Regions from separate parts of the Mus musculus genome. Here all the other regions are linked to region 1. Evidence: chromatin contacts called from public HiCAR-type, HiChIP or PLAC-seq and promoter capture Hi-C data. All regions are on one chromosome and are shown on one strand. Each heading gives the region's core, a stretch centred on a gene start, on an enhancer-like site or on the middle of the called end of the contact. The rest is flanking DNA. Distances are from core to core; before and after follow the strand shown. Region 1 holds the start of Epha4 (Eph receptor A4). Region 2 holds the start of Chpf (chondroitin polymerizing factor). Region 3 holds the start of Gmppa (GDP-mannose pyrophosphorylase A). Region 4 holds the start of Inha (inhibin alpha).

What was found. Promoter capture Hi-C pulls out the DNA fragments that hold promoters and counts their contacts. HiCAR-type assays count read pairs that join an accessible place to other places. HiChIP or PLAC-seq counts read pairs in DNA pulled down with a chosen protein or histone mark.
Region 2: a contact with region 1 is called in a HiCAR-type map of astrocytes, with 6 times the contacts expected there. The contact joins the promoter of Chpf here to the promoter of Epha4 in region 1. A contact is called at or near these places in 2 of 39 promoter capture datasets (hippocampal neurons and liver), 5 of 484 Hi-C or Micro-C datasets (B cells, cerebellum, cerebral cortex and 1 more) and 8 of 115 datasets of contacts at active chromatin or transcription factors (astrocytes, embryonic forebrain, embryonic midbrain and 3 more).
Region 3: a contact with region 1 is called in a promoter capture Hi-C map of maxillary cranial neural crest. The contact joins the promoter of Gmppa here to the promoter of Epha4 in region 1. A contact is called at or near these places in 5 of 39 promoter capture datasets (hippocampal neurons, liver, maxillary cranial neural crest and 1 more) and 2 of 115 datasets of contacts at active chromatin or transcription factors (differentiating embryonic stem cells and embryonic forebrain).
Region 4: an H3K4me3 HiChIP or PLAC-seq map of craniofacial prominence shows a contact between it and region 1, with 7 times the contacts expected there. The contact joins the promoter of Inha here to the promoter of Epha4 in region 1. A contact is called at or near these places in 3 of 39 promoter capture datasets (embryonic stem cells, hippocampal neurons and liver), 6 of 115 datasets of contacts at active chromatin or transcription factors (astrocytes, craniofacial prominence, embryonic forebrain and 2 more) and 1 of 9 other capture datasets (embryonic stem cells).

What each region holds. Positions count from the first base shown.
Region 1 is chr1:77,513,749-77,516,528 of GRCm38.p6, reverse strand. It overlaps Epha4 (Eph receptor A4), which reads left to right and starts at 1,441. Exons shown (of 18, transcript NM_007936.3): 1 at 1,441-1,588. The coding sequence starts at 1,498.
Region 2 is chr1:75,478,076-75,480,784 of GRCm38.p6, reverse strand. It overlaps Chpf (chondroitin polymerizing factor), which reads left to right and starts at 1,314. Exons shown (of 4, transcript NM_001001566.3): 1 at 1,314-1,993. The coding sequence starts at 1,680. Tmem198 (transmembrane protein 198) reads right to left here and starts at 1,253. Exons shown (of 5, transcript NM_177056.4): 1 at 900-1,253; 2 at 388-592. The coding sequence starts at 553.
Region 3 is chr1:75,434,671-75,437,370 of GRCm38.p6, reverse strand. It overlaps Gmppa (GDP-mannose pyrophosphorylase A), which reads right to left and starts at 1,435. Exons shown (of 13, transcript NM_001357170.1): 1 at 1,059-1,435; 2 at 533-593; 3 at 337-434. The coding sequence starts at 572.
Region 4 is chr1:75,505,662-75,508,361 of GRCm38.p6, reverse strand. Inha (inhibin alpha) reads right to left here and starts at 1,285. Exons shown (of 2, transcript NM_010564.5): 1 at 844-1,285. The coding sequence starts at 1,114. It overlaps Obsl1 (obscurin-like 1), which reads left to right and starts at 1,910. Exons shown (of 20, transcript NM_178884.5): 1 at 1,910-2,700. The coding sequence starts at 2,138.

The DNA.
Region 1 (2,780 bases), core at 192-2,691:
ACAACCTGCCTGGCTGGCTGAGGTCTTTGTCCGTTCTGCTTTGCTCCGGGTCCGCGCGCTCCCGCATCTGGCCGGCAGGTGGCGCGGTTGGTTCACGTAGATACTCTGCCCCTGCTGTTTGCAAAGTGCCTCCACTCAAACTCCACTCAGGCTGAGACCCAGACTTGGAGGAGGAAAATCTGGCCCGGGAGGGAGCCAAAGGAGGGGCAGCTTGAGGCGAGCACGGAAGGTGGATCTTTTGGAATCCCACCCCTTCAAACGCCTGGGGACCAGCCACCCAGTTTCAACTGGGGCGGGTCCCTTGGTAGCTAGCTGAGCTGCGGTTGGCGCTCAAATTGGCTTCCCCGGTGGCCTGAGCATCGGAGGACCGGATGGTGTCTGCGTCCCTGGGAAGTCGATGGTTGGCACCCAGAACAACGCGGGGTTGTGGGACAAGTTTCTGCGGGTAGAGCCTCTCATTTTGGTCCCCTGGGAGACTGTCCCCATCAGTACCGGGGAGACTTCGGAGTTCAGAGCCACAGTAGCTGCTCCAGGCAGCTTGCGACCCTCTGTCTGTCCCTTCTGTGCAGCAGGTGCTCGCATTCTTACAACCTTCCCCTTCTACACCTAAGTGTCCAGGAATGGCTAGAAGTGGTTCCAGGGACACTCCCTGGAAAGCACAGTGAGTTCCCGGTAGCTAGGGCTGTCGCGAGGTGATTTCTCCCTTCATAGTCCCGTAGTGGGCTCGGTCGATGTGAACACCCGGACCTGGCCAGGGATCACTTCCAAACGTTAGGAAGATTGGGGACAAGTGACCGCGCTCTGCTGCTGGGGAGATGACTGGGTCCCCCTGGCTAGGTAACTAAGAAGGAAAGGAATTATCAAGCTACGAAAGTCCCCCAGCCCAAAGCATTTCCCACGGAGGAACGCCATAAAGACACAAAACCTGGCAGTGAGGGTGGCTGCGTGCAGCAGAGAGCGCCCGACCTTAGCTGGGGTGGACAGTACAGAGACCCGACGACCTCGGCAAGGGGCAAGAGCCAAGGTGCAGGTCAACTTCAGACTTATTTCATCTCAACAGGAGTCTTTTCTCCCTCGCACACCTCCGGACTTGGGGCCGGGCGGGGAATGCCAACGTTTTCTGGCCTTCCCCACCGTCCTTTCGGAGTCTCTCGAAGTTCCCTCTGCCGTCCAAGGGATCGATCCCCAAGGATCGAGACAAGGTCTGGGGCCTCTCGTGGGGGCACAGACCCATCACTGCTGGGAAGCCAGCCTCGGGAGACCTTGAGCCCTGCGGAGGCTGGAGGGGGCGGGACCTCGGGGGTGGGCTCTGCACCGTGGGGGTGGGGACGTGGCGCTGGTTCTGCACTGCTATTGGTCACGAGCTCTGGACTGGCGGGTGTACGTCACGGGCCGGTCCCACCCTCTTGGCAATGTCTTCAGACTGCTGCACTCCTAACTTAAGCATTTATTCCACTGGGATAGAAGCGGCAGGAGCAGCGTTGGCACCGGCGAACCATGGCTGGGATTTTCTATTTCATCCTCTTTTCGTTTCTCTTTGGAATTTGCGACGCTGTCACCGGTTCTAGGGTATACCCCGCGAATGAAGGTAAGAGCCCGGCAGCCCTTATGCGGTCCGGGACCCGGAGGGGGTGATTCACTGATGAATGGTCTTCTGGAGCTCAGAACCAGTTAGGGTGGGGGGCGGGGGGTGGAGAGCGCGGCATGAGCCTCGCGTTCCCACTCCGGAGAAGAGTGCCGAACAGAGGGGATCCTCTTAAGTGGGGACTGAGGAGGATCAGGCTGTCTGAACTGAGAAGGGTGACCGATGCAAGCTGCCACTCTGCCCAAGTTTGTAGCGAAAGGCCAAAGTTTATCAGCATCCGCCTGCAGGGCCGGCTCAAGGCGCCCCGAGGGGATACACCGGGATTTGAAAACAAAACAAAAAAACGTGTGAGCAAAGTCCTCTACATCAGCAGCACAGGCGAGAAGGGAAACCCAAACGTAGAGCGCAGAGCGCCCGGCCTCTTGTCCAAGCCTTGCGAGCCCGGGTTTTTGCAAAGTTTTCCCAGCGCAGCGCTTCCCGGGACCCGGCTGCTTGGTCTCCGGAGCGCGCAGCGGTGGTGGCGCCGCTTGTCGGGCGCCGGTGACCTGATTTCTAGCACCGGGCCTCAGACACCTTTTTCTCCATCGGGCCGCGCACCCTGGAGGTTGCAATCTCAGGCCTACCTCTCCCCTACCCCAGATCCTTAGCTCATCCAGCAAAACTAGGGGACCAGTCAGCGAATTAAACATACCCCACTGTAAGCTTCTCTCTCCAGTATGGGGTACTGGACTAGTCTAGAAGGACAGGCATGACCGACGGGACCCATTCGTGTGCCGTTTTCTGTTTGTCTATTGCGACGTTCTGGAAGGATTGTTTGTCTGTTTTTCTGTCCGAGGTGAGGGGAGAGGTGGTGACCATTTAGTTTGTGATGGGCCTAGGGGGAAAGGAACACTCTCTGTGTCTATTTCTGTCCTTATGTGTCCCTGTCTCTCTATCTCTGTCTGTCTCTCTCCCCCTCCTCTCGTGTGTGTGTGTGTGTGTGTGTGTGTGTGTGTGTGTGTGTGTGTGTGTGTGTGTTTGAGGGCAAATGTGTGCCTGGCGCGGGTGTCTGCAGGAACCTGGACGTTTTGTGCCGGGTAAGCGAGTGCGCACAGTGTGTGAACGTGGGCTCCGGCCTGTGTTCGTGTTCCAACCTGCGCGCATTAGCTGTGCATCTGTCTCATCGATTCTTCCCACTCCGTACATCCATCTATCT
Region 2 (2,709 bases), core at 65-2,564, 2.0 Mb after region 1:
CTGCTTATCCTAAGTGATCCAAACATATCTTCGCTACGATAGTCATTATTCTTTGACCACCTACTAATTCTTGTCTATATGAGACAAACACTGTTGTCTTTGTCCAAGTGAAAAAGCTGAGACCCAGGTTAACATGCCCATTACATCACAGTGACTAACATACAGAGCCCGGTTCAAACTCAAAGAGCCTAATTCAAAACCTGCTCTCTGTAGAATCTAGAGTCAATGATCTACAAATATACTTGTGATCAGCAAGAGAATGATACCGCCATGAGGGTGGGGTGGGGGTGGGGGTGGGATGGGGTGGAAATGATTCTCGAGACACCAGAAAAAGGAACTTTAGGGAAACAGTAGAAGGCCACAGGTGAGGAACGAGGGGGATCTCACCAAAGAAGCAGTAGACGACTCCAAACAAACAGCACATGATGCAGACGAGGGCCGGCAGTGCCTGATACCTGCGCTCCAGAGGCTGTTCACAAGGTGCACCCCAGAAGGTGTCATCCGGCTCCGGGGGCAGCAGCTGAAACCGCAGAGTTTCCATAGTACCCGGCATAGCGCCGGGAATGGAAGGGGGTCACCCTCCCAGGACAACCTGACAGGGAGGAAATTGGGGTCAAGAGTCAGTTGTGGGTCTCCACTACAATAACAGTGCGAGTGGGGGAATTCAGCAAGGGCACAGTGGACAAAGGAATGGTTGCCCACATCAGGCAGCTCTAGAAGCATCTCTGGAACGGGGAGCAGAGACAAAGGGAAACAAGTGCCTGGCTAGAGGCGGCTGGGATGGACTTAAAAGAGGGACTAGATGGGGCTAGACGAGGAGAGGGAGGGTGCCGCTGGCAAAAAGAGGCAGCCTGAGCACCATCTGTGGGAGGCTCAATTTGGAATTGTCCAAGATCTACCTGGGCCGGAGGTGACCGGAGCTTCCGAGCAAAGGAGGGTGTGCAGGGGCCGGAGGAGCCGGGGTTGTAGGACACCAGAGGCTCTGACTGACTGGGGTCCGGGCAAAGTCTGCCGTGCGAAGGGGGCTGCTGGGCCGGAGAGACGGGTCTCTGTGCGACGGCGTCGTCGCCCCACCTCCGACACCGGCTGGCACTGCAGCTCCACAGACTCGCGCCCGGCTCGGGGAAGGGAAAGGAGCAGGAGCTCGGGCTGTCCCGGAGCCGCGGCCCCATGCCCTGAGCCCGCTGGCGGCCTTTGGTGCTGATGGACAGCTCCGGCCTCTGCTCCTGACGTCACTCAGGGTGCACCATCCTGGCAGGGGCGGGCTGCTTCTGACGTCATCCGGGACGCACCAACCACGCAGGGGGGAGACAGGGGACTCCGCCCCCGGCGTCTGCCTCTCCGGCGCTGAGGAGGGGGCACTTCCGGGGGTCCTTCCCCTTTAACCTCCTCCCCTTCGTCCCTCTCCGCTAGCTGACGGCTAGACCCCACCTCGGGGGCGGGGCCCTGTCGGTGACACGTCGGACAGCGGCCGCCTTGGAGGCCCGGGCGCGCAGTGCTGCTCTAAGGGCGGCCGACCCGCCCGGGGATTCCGGGCTTGAGCTCCTACCTCTGCTCGGCGGGGAGGGAGCGGGCCCGCCTGCTGGGCCTGGGCCCTCCGGATCCGCCCCCTCTTCGGTCCCGCCCCCTCGGAGCCGCCTCGGGCTACGCGGGGGCCGGGGACCCGCTGTCGGGACGCCATGCGGGCGTCGCTGCTGCTGTCCGTGCTGCGGCCCGCGGGGCCCGTGGCCGTGGGCATCTCTCTGGGCTTCACCCTGAGCCTGCTCAGCGTCACCTGGGTGGAGGAGCCTTGCGGACCCGGGCCGCCCCAACCCGGAGACTCTGAGCTGCCGCCGCGCGGCAACACCAACGCGGCGCGCCGGCCCAACTCGGTGCAGCCCGGATCCGAGCGCGAGAGGCCCGGGGCCGGCGCAGGCACCGGTGAGAGCTGGGAGCCTCGTGTCTTGCCCTACCATCCCGCGCAGCCAGGCCAGGCCACCAAGAAGGCCGTCAGGTACTGATCCACTCCGTCCGCCCTAACACCCCCCCCCCCCCCCCCGCAGGCACCAGCCAGGATGCGCGCGCTAGGGAGGCCGCCAGAGGCCGGGTCAGGCTCCGGAAGGAAGGGGCCGGCCGGCCAGGAAGTCCTTGGGCCTCGATTACTTCCTATGACCCTGCTTGCAGGGAGACAGAGGGCCAGTTTGAAGCTTTTTCTGGATCCCGTCCGGATCTGAGCTGAGCTAAACCGACTCCACCCAATTATACTCCAAAGACCCTCTTAGCCCCCCACTGGTCTGTTTAGGATTAGAAAAATGAGTGTTAAAGAGGATAAGTGTATAAAGAGGGGGAAAGAAAAAGGAGGGAACTGGAATTTACCTGTATTTCATTCCTAGATGGGTTTCAAGGGCCACCTTGGGATGAGATGGGAGAGGGAGGAATGTACTCATCACATTGATGTCTCTGCCCACGCATTGAAGTAATTTCTTCTAAGTAACAGTGAATTCCAGTTGTACAACTTACCTTCTACCTTAGGAAGGTGAGTCACTGCCTTAGTTTGCCCCTCTCCAAAAGACATTCTCTACACCACTATGCCGTATGCTTCTACACATCATTTATAGGACATATTGGGGGGGCGGGGCTGACAGCATATTCATGTTGCAGGGAGCATCTGCAACAGTGTGCCAAGCATGTTACTGTTTAAGTGCAATCTGTCCCATTTTACAGATGGCA
Region 3 (2,700 bases), core at 186-2,685, 2.1 Mb after region 1:
ACTCAGACTCAAACCTTGTCTATCCCAATAATGGAGCAATAAAGAAAAGGAGCTACAGCATAGGTGCTCTGCGCTTTATCACTGATTCCCCCTGCTATGGCTCTAGCTTATTCTTTAAGATCCCTGCCTGGCTTCACATTCCATACTGTAAAACTAAGTGTGAAATCTGAGCAGCAGCAAGAGGCAGGGAAGTCACCAGGACTGGCTGCCCAAAGCAGTGCTCAGACGCCTGTGAATGGCAGCCCGTGGAGCCGTAGTTGGTGGGAAAAGATGGCAGCTGGGAAATGGAAGACAGACACACACCATGAAGGAGAGGGGCAGGAAGTGTGGGGTTACCTGGGCACAGGCTTCTATATGGTGCTGGATCATGGGAACGCCTGCCACAGGAAACAGAGGTTTGGGCACCTCAAAAGACAAAGGCCTGAAGCGAGTCCCTGAGAGGACAGGAGAACGTTTTAGCTTCCTATTTCCTTGTGTCCCAACCCCACCGACCTCTCCAGCCTACCCGCTCCCCTGTCCCCCATCTCCTCACCCTTCTGGGGGCCTCCAATGAGAATCACAGCTTTGAGCATGATGAGCGCTATTACCTAAACCTCAAACCACAACAGAATAATTACAACACATAGTCCTTTCCTAGGATGTAAACACAAAAGTTCAGTATAGTCCCTCCTTGGGCACACAATCACGAAATTCATCCCAATCCAGAACTCAGATGGCTTCAAAACCCTGCAGCCCTCCCTTTTATCTCTAATGACTTCTCTTTGGCCGTGAACAAATTATGTAAACACGGGTACTCAACGGACCCCCTTCTCTGACCCCAGATCTCAAAACCCTGAAACCTCTAGTCCCAGTGCCTTGCAAATGACTGCTTCCTCCTTCTAGCTGTTCAACTCCGAATCCCAGCGGTGAATATGGAACCACAAACCTTGAGTGAGCTCTGGGTATTTAATTTTAATCCTATGAATGCGCCCCAAGTACAGAACTAACATCAATCTGCATTTGATGAGCACCAACCCTAACACCTCTAGGTGCTGACTGTGAATTCTACAACTACCTACATGTGCTCGAATCAAAAGACAGGTTCCGTTGACATGTCAAACGCTGAGCCTACTACTCCAGCCGTGCGCATACCGACCACTGGTGCGGAATCTCTGGATTCCAAAGATTGATTGCTGACCTGGACCCCACAACTGAGTCAGTCCAATAGACGTCAGTTTCTCGTAGCCATTGGTTATAGAACCAACACAAGCGTGGGCATGAGGAGAGAAAGACAGGCCCTGTGAGCCCTCCCTACGTCCAGGGTCCGTCTGCTACACCTTACCCTGCCCACCACCCCCTCCACCATGTAGATCCTTTTACCACTAGCTCCCTTTACGCCAGCTCTGCCGCCTGCCACTGCTTGCTCCTTCCGCGTACGTGTCTCCTTACAACCCGCGAGAGCTCTTTCGCGGGGGCTGCTGGGAATTGTAGTTTTGAAAACGTTCTCTCTCCAACTCCAATAAGACACTTGGGAAACGTGCTGGAAACCTGGTGCGTTCCGTCAAGTCACCGTAGGACAAGGCTTAACTGAGGAGAGAGAGGAGTAAGGATGGGGGCTAAGAAGTTAGGCCTGGAAACTTGAGATTGAGACCTAAGCTTTTCCAGTATGGGCTCAGGGGCAGCGGAGCACTAAGTCACAGGACAATCCCCTGGGTGGCCAGCTTTGGAACAGCCTGGAGGGGCTGAGCCTAGACTGAGCAAAAGAAAAGGAGCAATCACAGTTCCAAAATTTGTCCAGCTGAGAAATTTGACACTGAGAGAAATCCTATTCCGGATGACTACTACCTGTAAAATGAGCTTTCCAGATTTCCTAGTGACTCCAACATTCTGTGACCTTGGCCTGTGGGTCTTGGAATAAATATGGGGGGGGGGGCAGGCAGGGAGAGGAAATGGCGATGGAAAACAAAACAAACAAGCACGAGGAGGATCAGAAGGAAAGCAATTTTGTTTTATTTTTGTTTTTTAGATTATATCTAAGTACACTGTAGCTGTCTTCAGATGCACCAGAAGAGGGCGTTAGACCTCATTAACGAATGGTTGTGAGCCACTATGTGGTTGCTGGGATTTGAACTCAGGACCTTCAGAAGAGCAGTCGGTGCTCTTAACCACTGAGCCATCTCTCCAGCCAGGAAAGCAGTTTTATTAAGCAAGGCAGAAGAGGGTTTGGATCCCACCAGCACCTGGGATCGCAGCCAGGGTAAAAAGGTCTGATGGTCCCTTTCAAGCCATGTCCACCTGAGGAAGCCTTGGGCCATGTCCTGGGGTAGTCCTGGGGAATGGTAAGGCGCTGGTGGTGTTAGGACCAATCTCTACACCCTGGGGAAGGTGTGGAGAGACGGAGGGCAGATCTGTGGGTCAGTTTATCTGTGTGTGTAATGAGCGTTAATTATAAAGCTCATTCTTTGCAGTCCAGTTTCTGGGAACAATACTACACAGGTCCCAGTCTCAGCCCTGCCTTAGCTGCAGATCCTAGACCTCCCTGTCGTGGTCCTCAATGTCCTACCCGTGCTTGGTCTGGCAGACATGGAGTGGGCAGTCAGTGCTGCCATGGCGTCTTTGAGGTCCCTTTTATATCTTAGCATGGACTCAACAAAGGACAGGGGAACCTGACCATAGGACACGAGCATCACCATGAGATGAGGAATATCTGGCCCTAACTCC
Region 4 (2,700 bases), core at 36-2,535, 2.0 Mb after region 1:
GACAGACACCCGTCAGGCTAACTAATTAGTGAGGTCCTGGTTCAGTGAGAGACTGACTCAAAAACAATGGTGGAGAGTGACTAAGGAAGATGTTCAGGGTCAACCTCTGACCTCCCCGCATTTCCAGGCATATGCATAAACTAACGAAGACAGAGGAGGAGGAAAAGAGAAAGAATGGAAGGGAAAGGAGAAGAGAGCAGAGGTCAGCCCTTCCCAGGGAAGTGTAGCTGCCATTTCTGGTCCAGTGGACACAGACTATGGGAAATATTATGGGCCAGCTGTAGTCAAGACTGCAATTGGGGCCGTACTAGAACACAGTCCCTCGCGTTACAAATTCTAACAACTGATCCATTCTCAAGACAAGACACTGAGGCGGCTGACAGTCAGCTAGTAAGTGGCAAGACTGGGATTCCACTTGATATGAAATCCATACTTTCGGTACTACTACTACGCTGCCTGGAGATGAAGGCAGGGAAGCGAGGAGACCTCAGAGTGAGCCAGATGGGGCTTGGGGAGAGTAGGGGGCACAAAACGCAGGACAGACCACAGGCAGCAACAGAAGCTGTCTCTACAGAGCCTTAGCTTCCCCTTTTGTATTCCAGGCATGCTAGGCTCACTGGATCAGTCCCGCTTGAGAAGTAGAGGCTACCACCTATCTGATGTTGAGGTAGAGGCTACCACCTGTTTGATGTCGATCAGAGGGGCTTAGGAACTGGCCCCTTGCCGCAAAGCCAGCTGAGTTGTGGGGCTGCCATTCATACCCAGAGCTGCCTGATTCCCAAGCCCATGAAGTAGGTACCGGCTACTCTTCAAAGTTGACCTGCCAATCCCCAACTTCATTACCTGTAGCTGGGAAAAGGATAGCCTGGGAGACATCTTCCTCCTCTGGTTCAGAGGTCCTGTGCATGAAACCCCCAACGGCATGTCTTCGAGGCAGACGCCTTATTCCAGGATCCCCACCTTCCCCATCCATTGCTGGGGGCCCCAAGGCATCTAGGAATAGAGCCTTCACCTTGGCCAGGACGAGCTCCCGGACAAGTTCGGGTCCCTGGCAGCTGTCCACATCCCGTAGGGTCAACAGCAAAAGGAGCAGCAGAGACCGCTGGCTCACCATAGTTCACTTGCCCTGATGACAGGGAACCCACACGCTGCCCTGTGCCCTTTCTGTCTAGGACCTCCCCACTGTCCCCTCCCCATCCCACTGCTGGCCTTCTTCTACCCTTCTCACCCCAGTCTCCCCCAGTCCTTCCCACGCCCCACAGTCCCAGTCGCCCCTGCCCATGGCATTGAGACCTCCTATCTCTGACGCAGATGTCTGTGGCCCTGAGCCTTATCTCCCACTCCCGCCAAGAATGTGGGGGAAGGGGCTGTGATGGGTATTCACCCCAAGTGACCTGACCCATTCAGGCAAGCATACAACCCACTCCTCAAATACACACACACACACACACACACACACACACACACACACACACACACACACATAGAATCTACATCAGGTACCACAGGTGCCTGGGTGCTTAAGGTTGACCAGTCATCAAATCATTTGTCAGAAGGACAGAATGCACCACCCCCCTCAGACTTTCTGGCGCTCTTTTCAATCCTAGCAGCTGCTAGGCCAACGTGGGAGGGTAGACCTAGGGTTGAGGCTCTGGGCCGAGGGCAGGTGGTCCCGCCTGCTCTATACTTAGCCTGGAGGAGCCAGTCTGAGCTCTTGTCCTCCAGCTGTGTCATCAGAGAATATTTTTGGGATTGGCAGCTGCAGGCGACAAAGTCACTCAAGCCCAAGCCAGGCCCGCAGTTGGAGACCTGGAGGCCGGAGGTGGGAGGGAGGGAGGAGAAAGAGGCCCAGGCTGTGGGAGGGGGCTGGAAAGAGAGACTCCCAAGAGCAGGAAGCCCGGCCGCGGGCAGTCTAGGCTGTAGGGCCCCTCGCTGAGCAGGCAAACAGGAAGGACAGCCCCCTGAGCTCTGGGCTCCCGGCCCGGGAATTGCCGCGTAGCAGGGCTGCGGCCAGGGTCCAGGGTAAAGAGGCGAGCGGTCACAGGAGTCCCACCGGTCCCGGCGCCCGCTCCGCCACGCCCTGGTCTCGGCTCCCGGCCTTCCCGCGCGCCCAGGCGAGCCATCTGCAGCGGCCGCAATGAAGGCCGGATCAGGGGATCAGGGGAGCCCCCCGTGTTTCCTACGCTTCCCGCGGCCCGTGCGGGTGGTAAGTGGAGCGGAGGCCGAGCTCAAATGCGTGGTCCTGGGAGAGCCGCCGCCCACTGTCGTGTGGGAGAAAGGCGGGCAGCAGCTGGTGGCCTCCGAGCGCCTAAGCTTTCCGGAGGACGGCGCCGAGCACGGCCTGCTGCTGAGCGGCGCGCTGCCCACCGACGCCGGGGTCTACGTGTGCCGCGCCCGCAACGCGGCCGGAGAGGCCTACGCGGCGGCCGCCGTCACCGTGCTGGAACCCCCGGCCCCCGAGCCGGAGCCCGAGTCCTCCGAGTGTCCGCTGCCAACACCGGGCACCGGGGAGGGCGCCCCGAAGTTCCTGACGGGGCCCCAGTCCCAGTGGGTGCTGCGAGGGGAGGAGGTGGTGCTGACGTGCCAGGTGGGAGGCCTTCCGGAGCCCAAGCTGTACTGGGAGAAGGATGGGATGGCCTTGGACGAAGTATGGGACAGCAGCCACTTCAAGCTGGAGCCCGGCCGCGGCGCGAGTGACGA